2 separate regions of the Gasterosteus aculeatus genome follow, and region 1 is linked to region 2. Evidence: chromatin contacts called from public Hi-C data. All regions are on one chromosome and are shown on one strand. The core of a region is the stretch at or near the end of the contact, and the rest is flanking DNA. Distances in the headings are between cores, read along the strand shown. Region 1 has its middle 8.4 kb from the start of LOC120810496. Region 2 overlaps rab5ab (RAB5A, member RAS oncogene family, b).

What was found. Hi-C and Micro-C count contacts between places; a contact is called where the count stands out from the background.
Region 1: a contact with region 2 is called in a Hi-C map of liver, with 4 times the contacts expected there. The contact joins two enhancer-like sites. A contact is called at or near these places in 5 of 6 Hi-C or Micro-C datasets (liver, skeletal muscle, tail fin and 1 more).

Annotation. Positions count from the first base shown.
Region 1 is chr20:5,021,281-5,027,164 of fGasAcu3.hap1.1, reverse strand. No RefSeq gene overlaps it. Among protein-coding and RNA genes, the nearest start is that of LOC120810496, 8.4 kb to the left of the region's middle. Within about 2 kb of position 4,399, at least 1 of the 9 cell types and tissues checked has open chromatin away from gene starts, as enhancers often do. A contact at or near this core is called in liver, where this site is marked.
Region 2 is chr20:4,923,111-4,929,245 of fGasAcu3.hap1.1, reverse strand. It overlaps rab5ab (RAB5A, member RAS oncogene family, b), which reads right to left. Exons shown (of 6, transcript XM_040165238.2): 6 at 6,033-6,135. Among protein-coding and RNA genes, the nearest start is that of LOC120810578, 8.8 kb to the right of the region's middle. Within about 2 kb of position 3,680, at least 4 of the 9 cell types and tissues checked have open chromatin away from gene starts, as enhancers often do. A contact at or near this core is called in liver, where this site is marked.

The DNA of each region.
Region 1 (5,884 bases), core at 3,150-5,649, 97 kb before region 2:
ACCGCGCGCTGTCCCCGCCGTCCCCTCGCTTGTCTCTGTGGTCCTGTTGCAATTGATTGGACAAACACGAATAACAGCTCCTGACGGTCTCCACTCGGTGTTGCACCTGGTTGTGCTAACGTTGCGTCAGGGGATCAGTGGGCTCCAAACAAAAGTGCTTGTCGGATCGTTCGAAGAGCGTCTGGAAACCACCTCCTCGTCTACACATTTCAGGCAAGTCTTGTAACTTCCCGAGATCAGCAAATTGAATTATCAAAGACACTGAGAAACGTATGTCACAAGCAAACTCCGGTTCCAGATTTGGATATCTGGATAGCACAAAGACTGATATTCAGGTGATTGCACACTGAAGATAATATATCATTATCTGTTAGGCCCCTCTTACCCTGAACCTTGAAAGTGAGCTACTCTACTTGGAAGCACAGTGAGCATCCAATACCATGAATACAATGTTCTGGACCGGCCTCGAGCCATTCAAGTTCTATCCAATTTATTATCAAATATCTGTATAACCACAACTATGTTCTCCCCCACACTGAGATATGTATCTCGTCTGCGTTACTAACCAGCCTGTACATACTTATCAGGAAAGACATTTTCCTGCAAAGTGGCCTTCCGGCAACACGCTGTCTCTCTGCGGCGCTGCGGCTGTTTTCTGTCCGCGTGGGCGACGCATTGATCGCTCTCCACATCTCTGGAGGTGTTTCAGCGATAAAGGAAATTGCCAACTGCGAGATCGGAATAAATCCATTGATGAATTATAAAAAGAAGAGGAAGCTTCTGCTGCTTCTGCTGGGCTTTGAAGCTCAGCCAAGTTGGCAGGTATGGCGCCCGGTGTCAGCTCGGATCTGGCTGAGTGTGTAACGCGCCACCCTCATTCTAATGGAGGTCTTTTGGAATACCCTCCACAGTCATTAGATCAGCATAATAAAGGGGACTCATGGCCGGTGTAAGAGGGGGAGGAGGTGGGCCGAGGGGTCGGCCACTCGTTGTGATAGACGGCGACCTATACGGCCTGCACGTGAATAGGGGGACGCTTCAGTGAATCCACTTCCTCTGTTTGTCCCTGGCAGGCCCCAAGGTCACGTCTGCCCTGCCGCTGAGGAGGCTTTTGTGATGGAAATCCTGTGGATAAAGTTTAACCCCTAGAACAATTCAAAACCTGGTCCCCCGCGTTGGCTGCTCCCCCGACCCCCCCCACCCTGCTCCAAAGGCTGAGTCCCGTGGCAGATCCTTGTTATGGGAGCTGCCTGCACATTGGATGGATAGGTGTTAAGTACGCTTGAGTGGGGTGATGTTGTATTACCTAGATTTGACACAGATGTTGTGGGTAAAGAGACGGGGAGGGGGGTGGATGGGGGCTGTGGAGGAATAGGGGCAAATTAAATCCATCGGTAATAATGTGCATGAATGATCAATTCATGTGCTGTTGACTTTTGTGTGCAGATTTTAAGGCAACGATAACAACAAAACAAGCGTGTAATTCAAGATAAGATGGTCCCAGAATGAATCACTTAGGAGTACAAATTAGAAACATGCTGAAGTCCCACAGCAGCATGTACGAAGAACGCTTTCAAATTCTTGGGACCACCCAGCCTTAAGTTAAGTCAGACATGCCCTGCAGCATGCGCATATTGTTTCATGATTGTATTAAGATTAAATATTCAGCGAAGACATCAAATACAACTATATGCACACACCCAAAAACATTCTCACTATTTGTATAAAAATGAATTTGTTCCACGTCGTAGGCCGGCTGAAATGTTTTTCACGCTGAGAGCAGGGTTCTTCTGCTGTGCCGTGTCACTGACTCACCATGATCTCATCCTGTGTTCTGCACTGCAGCATCCAATCAACGTTCCAGGCTGCGATGTGTTTTGCGGTTTAATGGCATATTTGACAAACGTTGATGACATTGACATGCACCAATACAGTTTCTTTGCCCTTGTTCCAAATAAAAGACAATATTCCTAATAAGCTATTTACATGACTAATGAAAACGAACGCTTAACATCATGTTCCCCATCACATGCGGGCGTTCGCATTGCAAGTGTTAGAATCAGATCCCACGACATTCACGTCTGACGGCGACGTTACCAGTTTACCATCTGCTACAATCGATGAGAGCTCGTCGCATCTCATCCCATCAAAATCCCGCCGCTTCAAAGAGTTTCCCACTGGTGGCTGACCGCATCGACCGTGTGAACACAGCCTCCCTCTTGCATTCCTCAGACCACCTTCTGAAGAAGGTCGGAGTTGAGATGCTGGTGCACGTCCATGTTGATGTCAGTGTCCTTCATAATGCTTAAAGTGACCTCTACTCCTACTCAAGAATGATCCTAAAACAGGATATACTATCTACATAGCCCACATGTTTCATCACAGCATGCTGCGTTCAAACTGAGACCTAATTCAGAATATCCTAACGACAATCACTAAAGGGTTTTTAAAAATGATGGCGTCGTGTGAAGTCTTTTGTGGCTTCAGAGGGAACAACCGGGACCCAACATTACGTTTCTAAATCGGGGGCATTATCATGTTTAGCAGGTAATATTTACCATCTTCCCCATTTGGATTCGTGCGTTGCCATGCCAACGTTTGGTAATCGGCACAGCAAGTACGAGGCACATTAGAATGCTGTTTTTGGGGTTTTAGAGATTAAGGCCCATTGTTAAAACAATTCCAGGACCACCTTCCCAAATCAATGAGAAAAAAAGAAAAAGAAAACAATGGCTTTGCCTCCCTCTTCATCCTGATCTCCATGTGTGTGCGTGTGTATGTGTGTGTGTGTGTGTGTCACTTCCTGCCTGCAAACACAAGGGGGGGCTGTAAGACCTGTGCTAATCACCAGACCTTCCACTGATCTTCCTGGAGACTCTTTCCTCCTGTGTGGCGACGTTGGTGCCGCTGTCCTCTCCACGTCACCGCCGTGAAGTGGAGAAGGTGTGACCAGGGTGGGTGTGTGGGTAGGGGTTGTGGGGGGGCTCGTGATGGCTAAGGGATGGCACCACAGTCCGGGAGACATTGATCTGGACTGAGGTGAAAAAAATCACAGCGTGCCAAGGTCACGCACAGCGATCGCCATCTCCATTCAGAGCTTCCCTCAAAGTGCCTCTGCCCTGGAAAAATGAACTCGCGGTCCAGAATCATTTGATGCTCAATGATCCCTCAAGCCTTTGAGTTGTTTTACCAGGTGTAATCGCGCCCCCCTGAAATGTCACAGAAAGGCATTTGGTCTCGAGGGACTTTTATAGCGTTTCTCATACGGTGTTGAATCCTTGAAATCAGCCATTCGTTCGGTACAAAAGTGGATTTTTACCCAGGAGAAAAAAAGAGGTTACACTTCTCAACTCACGGGCAAGGGAAACAAATCTGTCTGACTTCTGCCTGCTCCAATTTTCTAATCCCAAATTCTGACATTTCTTTCTCCAAAATGGATTAGTCCCTTGGGAATATAAAAAAAATCCTCAAAACTGGAGACACGGGTGTTTTCTTTTCCACAACAGACCTCGTCCGAGGGTGCAGCAGAGCTCTCCACGACCGCCTCGTTCTATTTCAGGGTCACTCGTGTGAAACTCACTTTTCAAGCGAGGTTGGACGCATTCCAACCTGCTCCGAGTCGGAGCTGAAGACTGTGTTTTCAGGGCGAACACGAGAAAATACTTCTTTTAATCGGCATGAAGAAGTCGGTGTCGCCACCGAGACACGTTGCTTTTAACTTTGCTCCTTCTTTTTTTCTCCTCCTTAGGCCGTTAGGCGGAATCAACGATGCTCTTTCTGTCTTTCCTCACCTCTACGCATGCAGGCAGCGGGTTTACGGCGCATGCATGCTGTTTATCGTTCATGTGCTGGACACACAACCACAGACGGGAGTTCCCCGGCGGCCTGCAGAAACTCCACTGCAGCAGCTGCCCGTTGGATTCAAACCAGTGACCCTGTTCCTCCAATGAAACAGTCAAGCAAAAACACATGTTGTGCTACGTCACTGCAAATCAGTCTCATATTCAACTGTCACGGTGCATTTCACTTTAAACAAGGTCAGAGAGAAGTACTTTTCACGTGCCTGCTCTTAACATAGTCGCGTTTATTTCCTGTGCTGTCATCTGAGGATCCTCCGCTACTCTGACCCGTCTGAATTAACCGTTACACTGTCGCTGTACGGCTTTAAAACGGCTCTTTACTGCCTTCAGCTGTCACTTCACTTCTCCCTCGACGCACTCCTCCCTTCTCTCTGCGTCGGCTGTTTTCCGTCGCAAAATGTGACCCCAGCTCAAAGCCCTGTCCGGTTAGCTCCTCGGGAATCCTGCACAAAAACAGAGGCCTCTAATACTTCAGTGTCATTACTGCTGTAAACGCGGCGGCTGTAGTTCCGCTCTCGTCTCCACTGCTGTCCAGAGGTCAGCTAAGCACACGGGGGGAGCAAACAAACTGTAACATGAACAGACACATTACCTCATCTGTCGACATATTCCTCTTACGCTGAGCCCCCCCCCCCCCCCCCATCCCGGCTTCACACCACATTTATCTGCCATTATCCCGTGTGCCCTAAACAGCAGTGGGTTCCTGGGTACAGCACGACGACGAACAACAGCACGGAGGGAAGCCAAACACACCGTTAATCTCCACGGCGCAGACCAAAAAAACACAACCCGCGCCGCGAGCATTTTCCTAAATACTGGCCGCTGCTTATTGAGACTGCGTCGTCGAGGCCGGGAGGAAGGGATGCAAACGACAAGGCCACGGCGAATTTGCATCAAGGAAAAAAGGAACAGTTTATTACTGAGGGGAACACAGGGAGGCAGTCTGGAGACATACGAACAACGAGCCAGTGTGTGTGAGTGTGAATAAATAACTAGAAACAGCAGCAGCGCTCCATCCCTCTTGCTCTCAATTACATTCACAGTTTCTCAGCTTTTACTATCGGCCTATAACAGCACTCACGCTGCCAAAGTGTAAAGAGGGAAACAAATGATCGATAAATTAAGTACAGAAGAGAAACGTGTGTGAGATTGAGACAAAGCATGTGGCCACGTGCAGGCCGTTGTACATGGGCTCGCTGGCTGGGGTCACACAGTGAAAGTCTTCGCTTTGGAAACTGACCAAGACTCTCATGTGGAGCAATCAGATGTGATTGTGTCGGTAATTGGAGAAGAGGTTTGTGTGGCACCGTGGCACAACATGGTTGATTGTGTTTGAATAGCCGCTGATTGATTGCGGCCTCGCTGCAGCCAAGCTGTGCACGCCGCGTGAGAAAGGAGGACGGAATTTATACATACATATTTATTTATACATATATAGTTTTCTAAACCTGACTCACTCAGCCTCTTCAGGGCCAGGACTTCAGCCTCGCCACAGGCTGAAATGACTCCTTGGAAATACATTTCAATAGTGTATTTTGTAATGGAAAATGGGGGAAGTAATGCCAATACAATACAACCCGAACCATACAAGGGGGAAGTTATTTTCTCTCTGACACAAATCAACTTTTTTCAACCCGAGTGACAATTTTCAGCTTCTTTAATCAACAAACTCTGATAAACTTCCAGAACCCTTTTCTGCAGTTTGATGATACATATTAGTCTCGCCTGTTATTGAGAGACTAACCTAAAGACTTTGGTGTGGAAGTTGCTGAAGTGTTTTGCTTGTGATTAAGGTGTATGGATGCGTTCATTGAGGCAATGATCCATGAGAGGGAGTGATTCACAGCGACTTTACAACAGCTAGGGGCGTTGTTAAAGAGTCACTGCCTCAAGTAGCTTACAGCTTTAATAAAAAGGTTACTACTCATATCTGGCAAGATTTCATCAAATAAACACACAGCGACCAATAAAAAGGTTTAAAAAATCCATTCTTCCGCAAAACAATGCTTCCTCAGCAACATTTA
Region 2 (6,135 bases), core at 2,431-4,930:
TGATTAACTTAAAAAGAATATTATGCCTCGCTGCACTGATCCCGGCCTCCGGAAAATAATATCTGATCACAACTCTCCCGGAACAGAGCAAAGCCAACAGCGACGTGATGTCAGTCTGAACGATGGCATGAAACGAACTGCCAATGCATCGAAACATCAGGATGTTTAGGAGCACAACTGGCAGAGATTTAAGGTTTTATATCATTTAAAAGAGCCGGTAAGAAAACAGAAGGAAGTGGAAAAAATACTGTTTCCTCGGGTATATTTATGGGAAAACTGAACTGTTGCAAAATAATGTTTTTTAAATTGAATTTACTTTTAATGGGCAAAACCTGTGTGCCATTATCATCAGGCCTGATGAAGCTGTATCCCACTAACATAACAGCTCGTTATGAACAAAAAAAGGATTGTTTTTCGTCAAGTGTGTTGTCACGGAACTTCATCACGTGACATATCCTGCTCCTACGATCCAAAATGTCCTTCCCTGATACACCAAAGCAAACAGTACAACAACGGGACAAAAGTGGCACATTGTTTACTCATTACCTGGTTGGAACAAGCACCATTCTACTCATATGTGTGAATGTTTGACTCGTTGACATAGAGGTTGTGTTGACCTCTGTTTTTATAATACTGGCCAACAGACGTCATCTTTTTAAATGTTGAACATATAGCTCATCAGTTGCCAAACAGAACTGCAGCCATCTGCAGCTTTGAACAAAACCGCTGTTGAATTATTTTGCAGGCCGCCTGTGAGATGCATCGCCTCGTGCACGTTTCACATAAACGAGAGAACAGTTGTCCGTCTCCTTCGGAGAGGAACCCCTGAAGGAGACGTCGTAACAGATGCTCGTCGTGCGCCGCGCTGACGGTGCCCTCGGGACTCCCGGCGGGACCGTGCAGGCCCCCGACCGCCCGCCTCACACGTCCCGGGTGGAAGCTTGGATCCAACGCGGCGGTAAATGCCTCCATCAACATTCCTGTCCATTTAAGTCCTTTGACATCTTCACTTCCCTACAAAAGAACGTGGCTCGCGGGCAACGCGGTGCCGCCTGTGGATTTGACACGACGTCTGCAATAAAAGCGAGCTGGTTTTAGGTTTTATTTTTTACAGAAGGCTTTTAGGCTTCAGTAACAAAAGATAAAGATTTAACGAGAGAGAAGGCACTGAAAGGTCTGAGCACCGGTTGCTCTCAGAACACTTTTTTGAGTGACTCACTGAAGCTCAAAATAGGTTTAGAGCTCAGAGGTTGAGACTTTCTTAAAGGACACACACACACACACACACACACACCCACATGCACATTTTATAAAGAAAGACGAGTCCCCTCAAGGTGACTGTGTGAATAGATCTATTTCCCCACAGGGGCATCAAATATTGAACAAACACACAGTGGTGTTTACATCAATGACATTATATTACATTCATTTCCTACTACTGGACCCATTAGCTTTGCATATTCTCAAGGACCTGTTGAGGTTTGAAGGACGCATCTCACTGAGTCCTTGTGACCGGCCGGTTGGGCTGCGGGCAAAAGGCCTTTCGGCTGCGGCCGCTTTGCAAATGAATTCCAAACCCCCCAAAAAAGGTCTCTGAGGCTAGATTGTCGTTGAAGCCTCTAAAGAACTCTGTCAACACTTCTTTGGATGAAGGAAAAGTAGGAAACCTTCTGTAATATGCAGTAAACTAAATACGAGGCGGATGGCAACTCGACAGGAAGTTGTATTCAACATGACACTTTAATGAAGGAATAAAAAACATCTTACTTAACTTTTGAATGTTTTTAAAAAATGTTAAGCAGCCTATAGCTGTAACTGATATTATAAAATGTCTTTGAATATAAACCAGGACACAAAATGTGTATTTTTTTTAAATCCTTTCCGAGCCACCTAGCAGCGGCTTTCTCTTGACCTCATCCGCTCACGAGCTTCACGCCTCGTCACAAACACGACCTAAAGGGGTCAATCTAAAAAAACAACAAAGACGTATGATTTAATGTGTTGTATCAGTTTGTGATGATGGAAATAATAGTATTATATGCTTAAATACAAGGGACAAAGCCGTCAAGCTGCTGTGGTAATTATGTTTACTGTTAAGTAAAAGTCCGGTAATGTCAAAAAAAATTAAAAGCCTTTTGAAATATATTTCCTTCCTGATTTAATTTGTTTATTAATATATTGTATCAAACTTTTGACAGATTTTTCAGAATTTTCTTGAATTTAAGAAAAAAAAAGAAAACATAATTCGCCCGTCCGTGTGATAGAATTTAAAAACTCAGGCCGTAAAGTGTCTCGCTGTCAGACGCCGGCTTGCATCTGGCTCTTAAACTCTGGGACTCATTGTCCGTGTATCCCTGTTCCAGCAATCCAAAACATTCCAAGGCCTCGGCTGACAGCTGTTTCATCAAAGTGCTCATGAATATAGACAGCGTTGTCATCTCCTGTTATTGTGACTCACGCCAAGCAGCTGACTTAGAAAATCATTGCTGCCATTAAACTGTTCATCTCCTTCAGATTCCGATGGCGATTGAAGTCCACTATTTACAACGCGGCCATGTTGTTTTGCAGGTGGAAAGTAATCGTTCGCATGGAGTCCCGAAAGCAACATTTTGAAAAGTGCACTCTTTAGACCACTTTCAGTCTGCCCTTCAAATGTGAGCAGCTGGTTAGCTTAGCTTAGCTCAGCATAGCTTAGCTTGGCGTAAAGTGCCCTGTACTGCAGGTGGCCGCAAACCTCACAGAGTGACCTCGCCTCTCCTGGTAATCTCCTTGCTCATGAGACGGGCGCCATCAATTATGGCGCCATTAATTACTTCCTCAAACTGGTGTCAGTGAAGTGAGGCGGATATTTTGACCTTGATGAACAACACGCAGCAGGAAACAAACGCACAGCGCCCGTGTGTGGACGCGCATCACGTTCAAGGACGGGGAGGTGGTAGAAGGTGAGCTTCCACGACAACGAGCGGCTCGTATAGCAGAATGCACGGCTATGTTAAACACTTACGGGAACCGCGCGAGCATTTTAATTTAGGCCAAACGGAGGGATCGCATCGCTGAGAGGAGTTTTGGAGGCAGCGGACGGTACATTATCTGGTGGCATGCCAGCTGCTGGTGGCTGGAAGATCACAATCTCTTAATACAACCTTCCTGGAGCCCTTCAGAGTGAACGCTCGGCTCAGGGACGATTTTATCTCCTGCTCAAGACTTATTGGGCTTATTTTCAGCTCGGCTCGGTTAGAGGCGAGCTGCACTCGAGCTCCAAGAGTTTGCGCTTCTGCTCCCTCCGAGGCCACCGACGTCCGTGCTCATTTACATCCGCGCGTGTAGGTAGATGCACCACCGCCCTGTATGTGTGTATCTGAAATGAAAAGAGCCGTACTGATGGATACGTTCCAAACATGGATATGTGGATATGTATATTTACTTATGGATGCGTTCCAAACATATTTACAGGGGGAACGTCTTGAAGTTCCACACATCCAGAATATGTGCAATGTAAAGAGAGGATCTGCAACCATTCATTGCTTTTGCAATACCTGGGTATGAAATATCAAAAGGACAATACACAACATCAAAGCCTTGTTTGAAAATGTTATTTTCCGACGCGCATAGAGCATCACCTGTATACTAAACAGGTGTGAGCCGGCGGGTGGATTAGATAACAATCAGCCACACGGGCCTGTGAGCTGGGGATGCTAAAGTGCTTGTCGCTGTGGTAACCGCTTCCCTCTGCCCCCTCATCCGCCTGCAGGTCGGGCGTGGACGAAATGCACCCGGTGTGGTGTTTGCAGAAGTCGATTGAACGAAACGAGATGTGGTAAAGGACAGAGAACCCAAACTTGATGCAGATTGATGGCCGTAACGTAAACGTCAGATTTCCCCTGGAGGACGTGGCGTTCACTTCTCTCCATGTGTCTCACCTGTGCACATCTCCCTTTGATTTGTTGGTCAACCCAATTATTTTTCCCTTTCTTCAAATGAACGACTTCGTGAAAATGGAATGCTGAATCACTCGAGATTTCCTTTGTAGTTGACGGTGAAACCGATGTGCCGTGAAAAGTTGTTATCAATCCAGCGGGTCAACATTTGAAGTGCAAATGCACCAGTTTTTTAAGAGGGTGTGTGATGGATGTTGTTTTCTAGGTTTTTCCCCGGCGGAGCGCTGTTGCCGCAGTGCACTGCTGCCCCCACATTGCAGTCGGAGGGAAATGCATTTGCAAATACCGAGTGCTCAGTTTGCAAATACCAAAAGCCAGTTATGCTTGGTGGAGTGCACACGGCTCGGACAGCAAGTGTATTTTCTCCTGTAGGAGTAGGTGTCGGGCTTGGTTCAGAAGGCCTCGCAGGGGGGAGTCTGTCACATGAGGTGATGCTTCAGCACCAGACGAAAGTCATCGAGTCACAAACCTGTGTGTGAATTATCACTCGCCCTTCAACTGAATGTACTTAAATGCACCTGCAAGCTGCAAGAAACGTGTAAAAAACCCATTACAGATAATGAAGATGGGAATTAGTGATGACCGGCTTCTCCTGAACGGTTTCTGTCCCTCAAGTGTAAACTGGAGCTGATCCAGGGACAATAAACAGACATCTGCCTTGAGAATTTATAATCGAAACGTGAGATTTCCAGATCGCAATGAATCAATCGGACATCCAGTGCTTGACATTTTAAAAACATTGTGTCATCACCTTCTGATGTGCTGCTGAAGGAAAAGTTGACACACAAAGGAAGTGTTATTTTTTTTAGTGCATTTCTTTCAAAATGCAGCTTTTTACGCCTCCACCTCAGGAGCTCCGTCAATGAAGGGAGCGTTCTGACGGGTTACGACCACAAAGAGCAGGAAGTTTGAGTAATGAAATCATTTGATACGTCAACAATTTCCACACTTTGAAACACCTAATTTTTCAGTTTTTTCACTACATAAAACACATTTTGTTCCCACTTCTTTGGCAGCCTGCAGGCAGTCACAACCTGCACAAATCCAAAATGGATTTTGTTGCCAGGGAAACTACTGAATGTGGTTTAAAATACTTTTATATCTTCGGACAGACTCAAGCTTTGTTGTTTTACACGTAGTCATGGTGCACAGCGGGATGAGTGGTTCAGTCCGTGCACGGGTCAACCTGGAGATAAGAAAGCTTTTTTGCCATAACGGCCCTCAACAAAATCAAATATTCACCAGTAAAGATCCCTCTGAATTTGTAAGCAGTTTGTAAACCATAAAACTCAATAAAGTATCGCACTGTGAAGCAGTTGTACCATAAAGTACATAACGTGGGGAAGATGTACAACTTAGACAAAGGTGTGTAAAAATCATTCGTTAGACATATTTCTAAACCGTGCAACGTCACTTTTTTAAATGTTAGCTGCTTTTAGTTATGCTGCTCATCCTGGATGTTTGTCCTTGGAAGTTGTGATTTGGGGAACGTGGCACTTGCTCATTATGCTCCACTAGTTCATAAATCTTCTTTTCTTCTCTCAAATGGTTTAACTGCATGTGGACATGCACGGTGCGCACGTTCGACAGGCCTAGCAACAGCGACCAGTCGCTCATCCATCGGCGAACTGCACCGCTCGGGGGAAGCGATGTTCCGTGAGGAACGCTCTTCCAAGGCTGTTGAAACCGAGAGCTAAATCTCATTCTCCGTTACCCTGACTAGATATCATCAGAGAAAAGGAAGAAAAAAAAGAAAGTAAGTTGAAAAGGACATAAAGGATGAAGAGAAGGAGACGTGTGTTTATTGGGTCACGTCTCCTCAGGACTCCTCTGTCCGTCGGGCGGACGAGGAGGCGGCTAATGAGGTTGTAAAGACACTCGACCGGAGCAGCACATCATCTGCGCACTGATGTTTGAGTATCGGCCAAACGCGTGATCGGCCCTGCTGAGGGTTCACAGGAGAAACACAGCCAGCAGCAGAGGAGAGGCAGATACAAGAGGGTTTCGTTTTCGTTCTTTATAGAGCAGAATCTGGACTTCTCATCCACAGGATGAGAAGCATCCTGTGGATGAGCAAAAAGGCATACAAGAGACTTCTTTACTGAATTTATTAAGTTGTATTCAGACACTCAAAACTGATCAGCCCATCACTAGTAATGCTGTTTTACATCATTAAAATTCATTAAGCTGTAAGAGA